Regions from separate parts of the Zea mays genome. Here region 1 is linked to region 2. A link is a contact called in public Hi-C data. All regions are on one chromosome and are shown on one strand. Each heading gives the region's core, a stretch centred on a gene start, on an enhancer-like site or on the middle of the called end of the contact. The rest is flanking DNA. Distances are from core to core; before and after follow the strand shown.

Region 1 (5,844 bases), core at 1,833-4,332, 230 kb before region 2:
CGCCAGACTCACCATCCAGTACTCCTATGAACTCCTTGGACGCGTCGGAGTAGATTTTCACCTCCGAGGTGTGGAGATTCTTGAGGATGTGCACCAACCTGACTTTGTGTGCAACCGCGAACGACTGCGTCCATGCCTCCATCCCCACCTTCACTAGAAAATTTTGCTCCCGCTTGGGCGGCTCCACCGCAGCGGAGGCCATGCCGTCGTCGCTCATGGAGTTTATGCTGAACCACCAAGGGTTGTGACAAGTAAAACTGCACCAGCAGTTTGGATCGCAACTCCAATGTATGTCGCGCGCGTTGAATAAGTAGAACAACCTGGCAAAGAAAAAACAGCGGCCTAGGGTTCATGTCATGACCAACAAGAGAGATGAGACTCAAGTGCGTATGCGTATGGAAATCCACTCCACGCTAGCTCATACCAGTATGGGAGCGGAGGGCCGAGAAAGACTACGGCGAAGAGGAGCGAAGCGTTGCTTCGGTGTGGACTGCGTGCTTCAGTTGAAACCTGGTAGGAGGCCGCCGGCGGTTTCGGCGGCGCGGGCGCGCGCTGAAGAAGACGACGGACGGCGCCGCAGGTGACGCTTTCCTTTGTGGGGCTTTAGTGGCAGGCCGGGCCATAAGTTTTTTGAGCCGAATATGGCCCGACTTGCAAGGACAGGCCGGAATTGTAATGAAAGGCCCATATATCGACCGACACGAGGTCAATCTAGGCTTAGTAGTTCGGTACCAAAAATGTGAGCCCAGAACCAGGTCCGATCATTTTTCGCCTCCGTTTCTTTTCTTGCTGATGATCATGTTCGTGAGGTCGACAGGCCCGAATTCAGTAAGTGTTGGTTGATGCATTTAAAGGTTTAGCTTGTTTAATTAACCAGCGGTTTGAGCCCTCCTGCACCGTTCATTATTGTGTTGCCAGCTGAATTTGTATTTGGACTCAAACTGTTGCAGCATGTAAAAGAGCACGTCTGCTCATTTAGGCATTGCAGACAAACTTGTCAGCTATCGTTCAACACAGCGCCTTATTTATAGAACGATTTTACAGTCACAAGCATACTTGTTATTTATCATGTCTAAGCTTTATTCGAAACGACTCATTATCTCTCATACATTGACAAAGAAGACAGGGATCATGTGAATGAGCATGCTACTCGAAAGAGTTCTTGATGTCGATGACAAAGCGGTATTTCACGTCTCGGTTAACAAGCCTGGCGAGAGCCTCGTTGATATAATCCATCTTGATGATCTCGATCTCTGGATAGATTTTGTTCTCCGCGCAAAAGTTAACCATCTCCTGGATGTCTTTTGTACCTCCGACAATACTACCAGACAAGGTCCGCCCACCTGATAAAAAAAGAGTTTAGGTTATATCTAGATGGTTTTGCTTCTGTTACCACGTTCATATGCTTTTACTGCACAAGTGTCAGAACAGAGAATTACCACGATTGAGGCTCGCAGGGTGCATCTTGATCTCACTTGGAAAGCACACTATTGTCATCACACCGCCAACCTTAAGGAGCGAGAGATACGGATCGAATGGATGGTCACCAGAAGCAGTGTCAACTATGAAGTGCAGGGAGTTTTTCAGGGCCTGCAAAAAGCAAGAGATCATACCAGCAAGTTTTCAGGTCAAGCATGCAGAACAGACATCACTTAGCAACACATCTTCATTTTTCAGCATAAGAAAACTGTGCAATGTGCAGTACCTCCATCTGCTGCGTGTCTGACGATATAACAAAGTTATCTGCTCCAAGGAGGTTAATGGCTTCTTCCCTCTTCGATTCGCTCGTGCTGAAAACCGTGACCTTGAGGCCGAAGGCCTTGCCAAATTTGACCGCCATGTGGCCTAGGCCACCGAGCCCAATGACTCCCAGCGACTTCCCAGGCTGCTTCATGTTGTGCCGCGCCATTGGGGTATAGACGGTGATTCCAGCACACAGAAGAGGCGCTGCCTGCGCCAGAGGGTAGCCATCGGGTATCTTGAAGCAGTACCTAAAAAACGTCGATTGGTCGACAGGAAGCTCTGCCTTGTCAGGAAATTGCTGTACTGAACTTGGTTACATGAAGTAGCTAGGGATCAACAACCCGAACTGGGTACACAGTACACTGCATGGCTTACCTTTCATGGACGACAATGTGAGTGGAGTAGCCCCCCTTTGTGATGGTCCCATCAGCATCAGTTGTGTTGTAAGTGAAAACTGTTTCTGGGCAGTAGTTCTCCAGAGAGCTGTTGCAGTTCTCGCAGTGCCGGCACGAGTTCACGTAGGTTCCAACGCCTGCGTGGTCACCCACCTTGAAGGCCTTGACGTCTGCGCCAACCTCAGTCACAACCCCAGCTATCTCATGCCTGCGCGAACCAACAGATATATAAAGTGCGAGCTCCCTACCTAGCTCTACTAAGCTAGGGGTTCAGTGTACATGTTCTTACCCAGGAACCAGAGGATAAACTGAGTCGTTGTGCTTGTTCTGTATCCACATAACGTCACCGTAACACACCCCGCAGTATATGATCTTCAGCGAAACGTCGCTGCTTTGCACTGCCCTGGAAAAAAAAAATACCAGAAGGCATAGTAGACGTTATGAATATGTACGGTTACGGATGGTCTACCGTCTGCTATGCATCAGTTTCACGATTTTAGGCTGTGTTCGGTTATTCCCGTTCTGTGTGAATTTAATGAGATCGAAAGAAATTAGAAATAATTTTTGACTTGCTAGTGATTTAAATCAACCCACTCCACAGGCAGGAAAAAAAACATGATGTACATGTAAAAGGCAAGGAAAACAACACTGGCAGCTATTCCAAAGAATTCTAGCATAGCGAGAAGACAGACAGCAGTGTTCTGAAAAGGCGATAAAAAAACATGATGATGATGAGTTGTGCACCAAATGAGGAGGGGGAGCCACCTCACCTGCGGTTAAACTTGTATGGTGAGAGAACCCCAGAAGGGTCTCTGGCCGCCCAAGCATCGCAGTTGCCGTGCTCTGCTGCAGCAGCCATTTGGAATGAACTGCAGAATCTGACAGATTTCAGCTGCAACAGAAGATCGAAGCGGGGTGGTGGAGTCTGTGTCTGGTGTTTGGGCAGCTGCACCTGACGGCGAGGAAGAGCCTTTTGTACCACGCGCGGCCCGCTGGATGGATGTGGGACCATCGGAGACGGTGGCGACAGCAGTGACGCCGCAGGGCGCAGACCCGGACGCCGGACCTGGCTGGCTGACGGCCGGGGCTCCATCGCTGATTAAACGGGCTGTGCAGCCTGTGCTGTGCGGCCGGCGCATCAGCGCGTGCGTCAACACTTTTTAATGATTTGAGTTGGACGCCTTCAGTCTAGAGATGTCAATGGGCCCCGAAACCCGATTACCCGTGGGGAATTCCTCTATTAGGGTTAAGGTATGGGTTAAAACAAATCCCCATGGGTATAGATTTGGAATAAATCCCTTACCCATCGGGTATGGCGGGTTCGGGTTTGGGAGGGCTAAACCCAAACCCGATTAGCCATGGAGAAAAATACCCGGAACCAGAACAATCTAGCATCTAGGATTTTTATTCCACCATCCAGCAATCCAACGACATTTACTTGTGGGCTGCCTGTGACGTGTGGCCTAGTGGCTGCCGACCAACTTTGGGCCTGTAGGAAAAAGCCCAGCCGCCAGCCGGTCAACAAAGTAAAAAAACCTAGAGTCCCAAGCATTGCGTCCGCCGGTTAACAAATAAAAAGCCCATTAATTTTTGAATAATCGGGTCGGGTATGGATACCCATGGGTATTTAGTACCCGGTCGGGAATGGGTATGGGAGGATTTTCGTACCCGAGGTCGGGTTCGGGTTCGGGGATGGGGGCCGGTCTATGTTCATGGGTACGGGTCTGGGGAGTTAATCCCCGCTGGGGAATTCCCCATTGACATCTCTACTTCAGGCCGCTAATGTGCATCTTCTTCTTCCCACGCGCGGAAGAAATGATTCGTGTCAACAGCCAACACGACAGGACAGTGACACGTAAAACGCCCCCTCCTTCTCGCCGGCTTCCTCTCCTTAGCCTTCCAAAAAGCTTTTATGTGACGAAACAAACACGACGGCAGTTTGAAAATTCCACATCTTGATGCACGAAACTGGAAACCAATCACGTGAGACCCAGGTCCTTTATTCATCTGTAAGACACGGCCTGCCTTTACGCCACGTGGTACTCCGAATCTCAAAGCCAGAACTGACCGCAACATTATTTTTTTCTGGGTTGGGCTGTATCCTATGCCAAGAATTACGGAATTGCAACCAAAACCACTATCCAAGTCACGAACGACCAAACCTTATTGTACGCGTGTGCCTTGTAAAAGATAATAGATAAAGCACTCGATTCTATAAAATTGTTGCCTAAATTTATTTTTTTAAAAAAAAAATACCGTAAAAAAATCCTCCCCTAAAAATCGGACACGTACAGGTAAATAAATTTGAATAGATGTAATTGTGATCTGTTCAATAAATCACGCAAATGCAGTGGAGTGATGTTATTTTTCTCTCATCAGTAGCAACTGCCTAAGAATATTTGTACAAGCTAGGGTGTTGTTTGGTCCACGAATCTTTACTACTCTATAAGAGAGCAAAGTAGGCGTCCACCACCAGATGTGGCTCCGCTCCCGCACCCGTCCTCGCGATGCCCGCCCTGTCCCCGTAACGCACGCTGTGGTCCCCCGCGCCCTCGGCAAGCGCGTCCGCCCTGAATCCGCGTCCCTGCCATCTTCCGCCCCGGATCCGCGTCCGCATCCATGCTCTCCATGGAAGGCGTATGTGATGCTCGCTCATCCCTAAACCCCGCTCGGTCTCCATGGAAGGGTCCTCCACCTCCGCCCCCGGATTCGAGTCCCATCCATCCTCCGCCTCGGCCTGGGCTACAGAGGTGGCGGCATTATGAGCGCTGAGGTGCCGCACTTCCACCCCTGCGTGCTTCTTGACCAGGGCGGCTTCGGGTTCGGCCTCGGCAACACGGCGGTCGTCGGCGGATCTGGGCGCGCACTACGCGGCGAACAACATCGTGCTGGCCTCCTTCGCCAGCCAGCTGCCCAGCTCCTCGCTAACGCCCCCGCGCCGCCGCGAGATGATCGTGCCGGCGGGAGGACGCCGCCGGACGAGATGGACGACGAGCTGTACGGCGTCGCCGGCTGCGACAGCCGCGTCGCGGCGAGCTTGCGGTGCCCCAGCCAATCCGGGGCCATGTCGGTCTGGTCGTCGTCCAAGAAGCCGTACGGTATCTGGACCAGCGCCGGCGGACCAGTACCCGTGCCGGCCCATGAGACATACCACCTCGCCGGGGCCAGGCTCTCCGACGCAGGAGGCCTCCACTACCCGCTCGCCGCCTGCAGTGGCGCCAACGCGTCCGCGGCGGTGGTGGCGAGCGAGCCGACGCTGTGCTCCAACTCCATCGCTTCCTCGGACAGCACGCTGAACGCGACGGAGTAGTGCTCCTCGGGAGCGAGCCGGTCCGCCCTGACCGAGCTGCCGCGGGCGCGGTCGCGGTCGCGGATGGCGCTGCACTTCACCGCGGTGGTGGTGCGCTCGCGGTACGCAGCCGTGGTCCAGGATTTGCTCAACGACGTCGTCGGCCACATGCCAGGTTGGAGTTGGACGATGGTTTGTGAAGCATGTTGGAGTTCTTCCTGGTGACCACTCGTTCGTTCACACTATTAGTTATATGAATTCTGGAGCAGATTTGTGAAGCATGTTGGATTTGGATGATGGTTTGCAGATGGACGAGTAACCAGTGCTTGGACAAGATCCAGAGCACGACAGCCAAGTTCAACACCCTGATGCACTCGCCCCCGGGCGGCGGTGGCATCTGCGCGCCGTTCGCGCACC
Region 2 (5,994 bases), core at 1,773-4,272:
AACAGTACCTGTCCGGTGTGCACCGGACACCCAGGCGGGCCCACAAGTCAGAAGCTCCAACGGTAAGAATCCAACGGCAGTGATGACGTGGCAGGGGCACCGGACTGTCCGGTGTGCACCGGACTGTCCGGTGCGCCATCGAACAGACAGCCTCCCAACGGCCACATTTGGTGGTTGGGGCTATAAATACCCCAACCACCCCACCATTCATTGCATCCAAGTTTTCCACTTCTCAACTACTACAAGAGCTCTAGCATTCAATTCTAGACACACTAAAGAGATCAAATCCTCTCCAATTCCACACAAAGCCCTAGTGACTAGTGAGAGTGATTTGCCGTGTTCATTTGAGCTCTTGCGCTTGGATTGCTTCTTTTCTTTCTCACTTGTTCTTGAGATCACAACTCCATTGTAATCAAGGCAAGAGGCACCAATTGTGTGGTGGCCCTTGCGGGGAAGTTTTGTTCCCGGCTTTGATTTGAGAAGAGAAGCTCACTCGGTCCGTGGGACCGTTTGAGAGAGGGAAGGGTTGAAAGAGACCCGGCCTTTGTGGCCTCCTCAACGGGGAGTAGGTTTGCAAGAACCGAACCTCGGTAAAACAAATCTCCGTGTCTCACTTGCTTATTCGCTTGGGATTTGTTTTGCGCCCTCTCTCTCGGACTCGTTTATATTTCTAACGCTAACCCAGCTTGTAGTTGTGTTTATATTTGTAAATTTCAGTTTCGCCCTATTCACCCCCCCTCTAGGCGACTATCACAAGCGTCCACGCGGGTGAGGGAAGCGAGCGGCCCCAAGAGAGCACCTGTCCCGTCCTCGGTCCCGCGCGGCCAACCTCCTCTAAGAAGGCCCTGGTCCTCCCTTTTATAGTCATAAGGAGAGGATCCAGGTGTACAATGGGGGGTGTAGCAGAGTGCTACGTGTCTAGCGGAGAGAGAGCTAGCGCCCTAGGTACATGCCAATGTGGCAGCCGGAGAGGTCTTGGCACCTTGCTGGCGTGATGTCGTGGCTGTCGGAGGTGCGACGGAGCCTGGCGGAGGGACAACTGTTGGAGCGGTCGAGTCCTTGCTGACGTCGCCCTGCTTCCGTAAGAGAGCTGGGGACCGCCGTCGTCACAGAGCTTGTGGAGCGCCATCATTGCCCATCCGGCTGAGCTGGTCGGATGGGACGCCGGTCTTGTTCTCCGTGACCCGAGTCGATTCGGGGTAGGATGATGATGGCGCTCCCTGTTGACGTGGCGGGTCTGTGCCCTAGGCAGGGTGACGTGGGGGCTCCTCTGAAGTCGAGGTTGAGTCTGTCTTCTGTTGCCGAGGCCGAGTCCGAGCCATGGGGTCGGGCGAGGCGGAGGTCGTTCGGCCGAGGCCAGGGCGGAGTCCGAGCCCTGGGGTCGGGCGAGGCGGAGTTTCGTCGTCTTCCGGGTCTTAGCCCGAGTCCGAGCCCTGGGGTCGGGCGGAGCGGAGTTCGCCGTCTTCCGGGTCTTAGCCCGAGTCCGAGCCCTGGGGTCGGGCGGAGCGGAGTTCGCCGTCTTCCGGGTCTTAGCCCGAGTCCGAGCCCTGGGGTCGGGCGGAGCGGAGTTCGCCGTCTTCCGGGTCTTTAGCCCGAGTCCGAGCCCTGGGGTCGGGCGGAGCGGAGTTCGCCGTCTTCCGGGTCTTTAGCCCGAGTCCGAGCCCTGGGGTCGGGCGGAGCGGAGTTCGCCGTGGCGCCTTTGGCAAGGCCTGACTGCCTGTCAGACTCACTCTGTCGAGTGGCACCGCAGTCGGAGTGGCGCAGGCGGCGCTGTCCTTCTGTCAGACTGGTTAGTGGAGCGGTGGAGTGACGGCGGTCACTTCGGCTCTGCCGGGGGGGGGGGGGGGGGGGGGCGTGTCAGGATAAAGGTGTCAGGCCACCTTTGCGTTAAATGCTCCTGCAACTTGATCAGTCGGTGTGGCGATTTAGTCAGGGTTGCTTCTGAGCGAAGCCAAGGCCTCGGGCGAGCCGGTGATGTGTCCGCCGTAAAAAGGGGGGCCTCGGGCGAGACGGAAGTCTCTCGAGGTCGGCTGTCCTTGGCCGAGGCTAGGCTCGGGTGAAGCGTGATCGAGTCACTCGTGTGGACTGATCTCTGACTTAATCGTACCCATCAGGCCTTTGCAGCTTTATGCTGATGGGGGTTACCAGCTGAAAATTAGGCGTCTTGAGGGTACCCCTAATTATGGTCCCCGACAAATAGGTTGATGATTTAAATTTTGGGATGGAGAAAGAGTACTATTTTTATTCAATAGGTTGATGATTTAAGGCCTTGTTCGGATCTTTCTGGCTTATTGTTTGTTAGTGGCTAATAATCTGTCAGCAAATAATTAACTAGCAAAAATTAGCCAGGATATATTTAGAGACTTAACTAATAGAAGTCTTTTCTCTTTATACGATCTATTAGCAAGATTAAATGGTTAATGAGTAATCAGTTTGTGAGCCCACTAAGGACATGTTCGGTTCTACCCCAATCCATATGGATTGAGGGGGATTGAGGGGGATTCAATCCCTAGTAAATCAAAATCCCCTTCAATCCGTATCAATCCCCTCCAATCCATATGGATTGAAAATAACCGAACAAGCCCTAAATAATAATAGCCAATTTATTAGCCTAACTGTTTGGAGGTTAAGGTGTTAAAATTAGCTGGTAAATTGTTTGCCACAACATCCAAACAGGCCATAAAACTTGCTATACACAGTATTTTTTTTTCTTTTTCGAATATCACTACTTGGCCTTCGCGTACATACCGTACCGATATATCGTCTGTAATAATAATGATAATAAGAGCTAGCTTAGAAACTATATTTTATCAAAAAATTCTTATTTTTCCAAAGAAAAATAAACTAATTTTTATTGAGAAAATAGAAATCCGTTACTAAAATAGTTTCCTGAACTGGCTCTAAAAAGAAAATCACGCCGCCAGGCTTTCGCGCGGAGCGAAGAGCAGACGCATCATCAGCCCGGAAAGGAGCAGACCACAAAAGGCGCGAGCACCTCCGGCCCGAAGCGAGTCCGAGTCACACGGGAGTACGGGACACGGCTGCTTGCCTGCGCCCCTTGGTCCTTTCCCCGCTTGCCTTTGCCTTTTTCGGGTGGGCTCCTCCCCTCCACCCCCCTCTCTCTCTCTCTCTCTCTCATGGCCCGCCCCAGGAAGGCGAAACCGCCGCCGCCGCCGCCTAGGGCGGCGGCGCCGTCCATCGCCGAGGCGCTGCTGATGGCCACGATCTGCATGGTGGGTCTGCCCGTGGAGGTGCGGGTCCGCGACGGATCCACCTACTCCGGCGTCCTCCACACCGCCTGCGTCGATGCCGGTTACGGTGAGCTGTCCGTTCTTCCCTCTCCTCCCGCCGCCTCTCTTAGAAGCTCGCCCTCGCTGGGGTTGCCCTGCGGGGATTGGAGATCGCGGGAATGCCGTTCGGGACGTGATCCAACAGCGGGTGGAGTCGGGCGGTGGGTGCTGCCGGGCTTACTGGTGTCCACAGCCCACCCCGCCCCACGTTTTCCTGCGCATCCGTTTGATCTGCTCGCTGGACGGGTGGCTGTGGTCGCTTGGAGCCCGCGGGAATCAGGATGTTTGTTTTGTCGGTGCGTTGGGATGGATTTGGAGGCGGGTGGTAGAGATCGCGGGGTTTGCTCCATTTTTGTGTTACAGCTATTCGCGGCCAAGATCTCGCCCGTTTCGTCTTGGTCGAGGTGGTTGATTTTGCGGTGTCGTGGAAACCACTGATTGGGCTCAAGGTAAGGTATGTATTATGGGGATGACGCATTGCGGAATTCCGAGATCATAAGGAGGGCTCATAGAAATTTCTACAATGTATGTAAATACAGCATGTGATAGTTTCCTGCCTGACATTTATTCCTGGGTTGTCCTATACATTTCGAGTTGAAGCTCCAGCTATTTGAAGATGAAATGTCGTCTTTCTGTTGGAAAAAAACATTGCATTGATGACTTCATGTTGAGCAGGTGTCGTGCTAAAGAAAGCAAAGAAGATTGCAAACGGAAAGGGAGATGCGAATCTGTCGCTGGGATCGTTTGTGGACACTCTTGTTGTTCATCCAGATGACCTTGTTCAAGTGATTGCTAAGGTAGGCTAAATTAAGTTCCATGCTACGAGGCATTGTCTTTTAGTGGTGTTCATGATAGCCGTTCTCTTTCTGTAGGGCCTTTCACTCCCCGTTAAAGGTGTTTGTAAACCTCTTGACTCCAACGTGGTGGCTTCCAATGGGTCCTTGAAGCGTCAAAATTCACATGCAAATGACCCCAAAATGTCTAAACCTGAAAATATATCTCCACTTATGTATGTTCTCGATTCTATTCATGCATACTGTTTAGTATTGTTCCATACATATCGCTTTTGGATTGCATGTATGCATCCTACTTGGCCCCAATGTAAATGGGAATTTGATTTTTTTCACATGTGGATCCAAGCAGGAGATATCAATCAATCTCTTTAACTCTATAATTTCTTCCTTCTATCCATTGTTGAACAATCGATACTGTTTTTGTCACAGGCAAACTGAGAAATGCACCTCTGTGGGCCAGGGGAAAAATACTTCTGTTAAGAAAAATGGTCAAAGTATGAACCCCTTTTGTTTCTTTTATTACCAACAACACAGTACTTTTCCCTTCTGCCCCGTTGTATTAAATGTGCTCATTTACTCAGATAGTGGTAGCGCTACAAGTTTAAGTTCTTCTACCGGACTTATGGGGCCATGTTTCTCCATGAATGGGGTTTCTGGATCAGCAACTATGGTGCCTAAAGTTGATGCTGCTACAAGTTCAGCTATAGCTGCGCCCTTGGTAGCTTCAGATGTTAAACCCTCTCAGCCGGTCAGTAATTCAGCTACCAAGATGATTATGTCAAGCAAATCCACTGCTAAGGTGAGCTCATTTGATATTGGACTGTGACAGTTATGTAGTGATCTGAATTCTCACCTATTAGTGCTTGCTGATTTTATCTTCTGTTTTGAGTTTCGACCATGCCTGTACGGCCTATACAGAATTCTTGATTATTAATGTCGGTTGTTTTAAGGATGCTATTTTTTTTTCTATGTTAATTGAGCAATTGTACATTATTTCAGGAATTTAAACTCAATCCTTGTGCAAGGGTTTTCTCTCCATCTTTTGCAAGTTCTAGGCAAGTACTTGCAGCTATGGCCCCTGTTGACACATACTACATTTCACACTCTGCCCCTGAAGTACCAATGGGCGTACCTGTATATGAGTCAAAGTCTGTGCCTGGCGTTTCACCTCTAACCAACAAGGTTCATTGTAGTAACCTGTCTCCTGCAAACTATGCCATTTCACCTCAATATGTTCAGTCAGTAAGTACCTTGATCTATTCTTATGTACTTTTGATTGTTTTAATTGTTTCACCCTTCATTGGATAATACTATATTATACCCTTGATAATAAAAAGGGAAATATTGGATAGCAACCTGTAACATGCTTCCCATATTTCAAGTTGATAACTTGCTGTGCATGGGTTACTCCATTATTATTTTTTCTATATTTGAGCTCCTGTACTTACTCCTATGGTCTTAGCAATTGAGCTATGCAAGCCATTCTTACCTTTTTGCTGCCTACTTTATTTTTTTTATATTGACTTGGATGAAAATATTAGACTTTTAAACTGATTGTTTGCGTCAATTTACAGATTATCAACTGTAGTTTCATTCTGATGCAAGAAAAAATCATATCTTTTTACTCCAAACTGAAAAACCTAGGTCACATGTAGGTAAGGTTCAAGAAAGCGCTAAGCGCTGAGCGCGCGCTAGGGTGGTGAAAAAGCTTAAGCGCGATTAATCGTGCTTAAGCGTTTTTGTTAAAAAGAGAAAAAAAGACATGATATTGGGCCACCCTGCAGCAGCCCTTAACCCCTCCTCCTCTCTTCATGGGTCTGCAGCCCACTAAGCCCATATGCCAGGAGGCCCAACACAAAACCCCTCTCCCGTGATGACCTAATAGGCTAGTACTCTGCTGCCTCCTTCCA

What was found. Hi-C and Micro-C count contacts between places; a contact is called where the count stands out from the background.
Region 1: a Hi-C map of tassel shows a contact between it and region 2, with 2.2 times the contacts expected there. The contact joins the promoter of LOC100281367 here to the promoter of LOC100192981 in region 2. A contact is called at or near these places in 2 of 25 Hi-C or Micro-C datasets (ear and tassel).

What each region holds. Positions count from the first base shown.
Region 1 is chr2:9,223,255-9,229,098 of Zm-B73-REFERENCE-NAM-5.0, reverse strand. LOC100281367 reads right to left here and starts at 3,082. Exons shown (of 6, transcript NM_001154285.3): 1 at 2,909-3,082; 2 at 2,428-2,541; 3 at 2,119-2,346; 4 at 1,706-1,991; 5 at 1,440-1,590; 6 at 999-1,343. The coding sequence starts at 2,997. The coding sequence ends at 1,147. It overlaps LOC103645921, which reads right to left and starts at 601. Exons shown (of 14, transcript XM_020548120.2): 1 at 425-601; 2 at 1-320. The coding sequence starts at 217. It also overlaps the pseudogene LOC103648389.
Region 2 is chr2:8,990,230-8,996,223 of Zm-B73-REFERENCE-NAM-5.0, reverse strand. It overlaps LOC100192981, which reads left to right and starts at 3,022. Exons shown (of 10, transcript NM_001138154.1): 1 at 3,022-3,318; 2 at 3,966-4,087; 3 at 4,163-4,299; 4 at 4,514-4,578; 5 at 4,666-4,883; 6 at 5,084-5,326. The coding sequence starts at 3,138.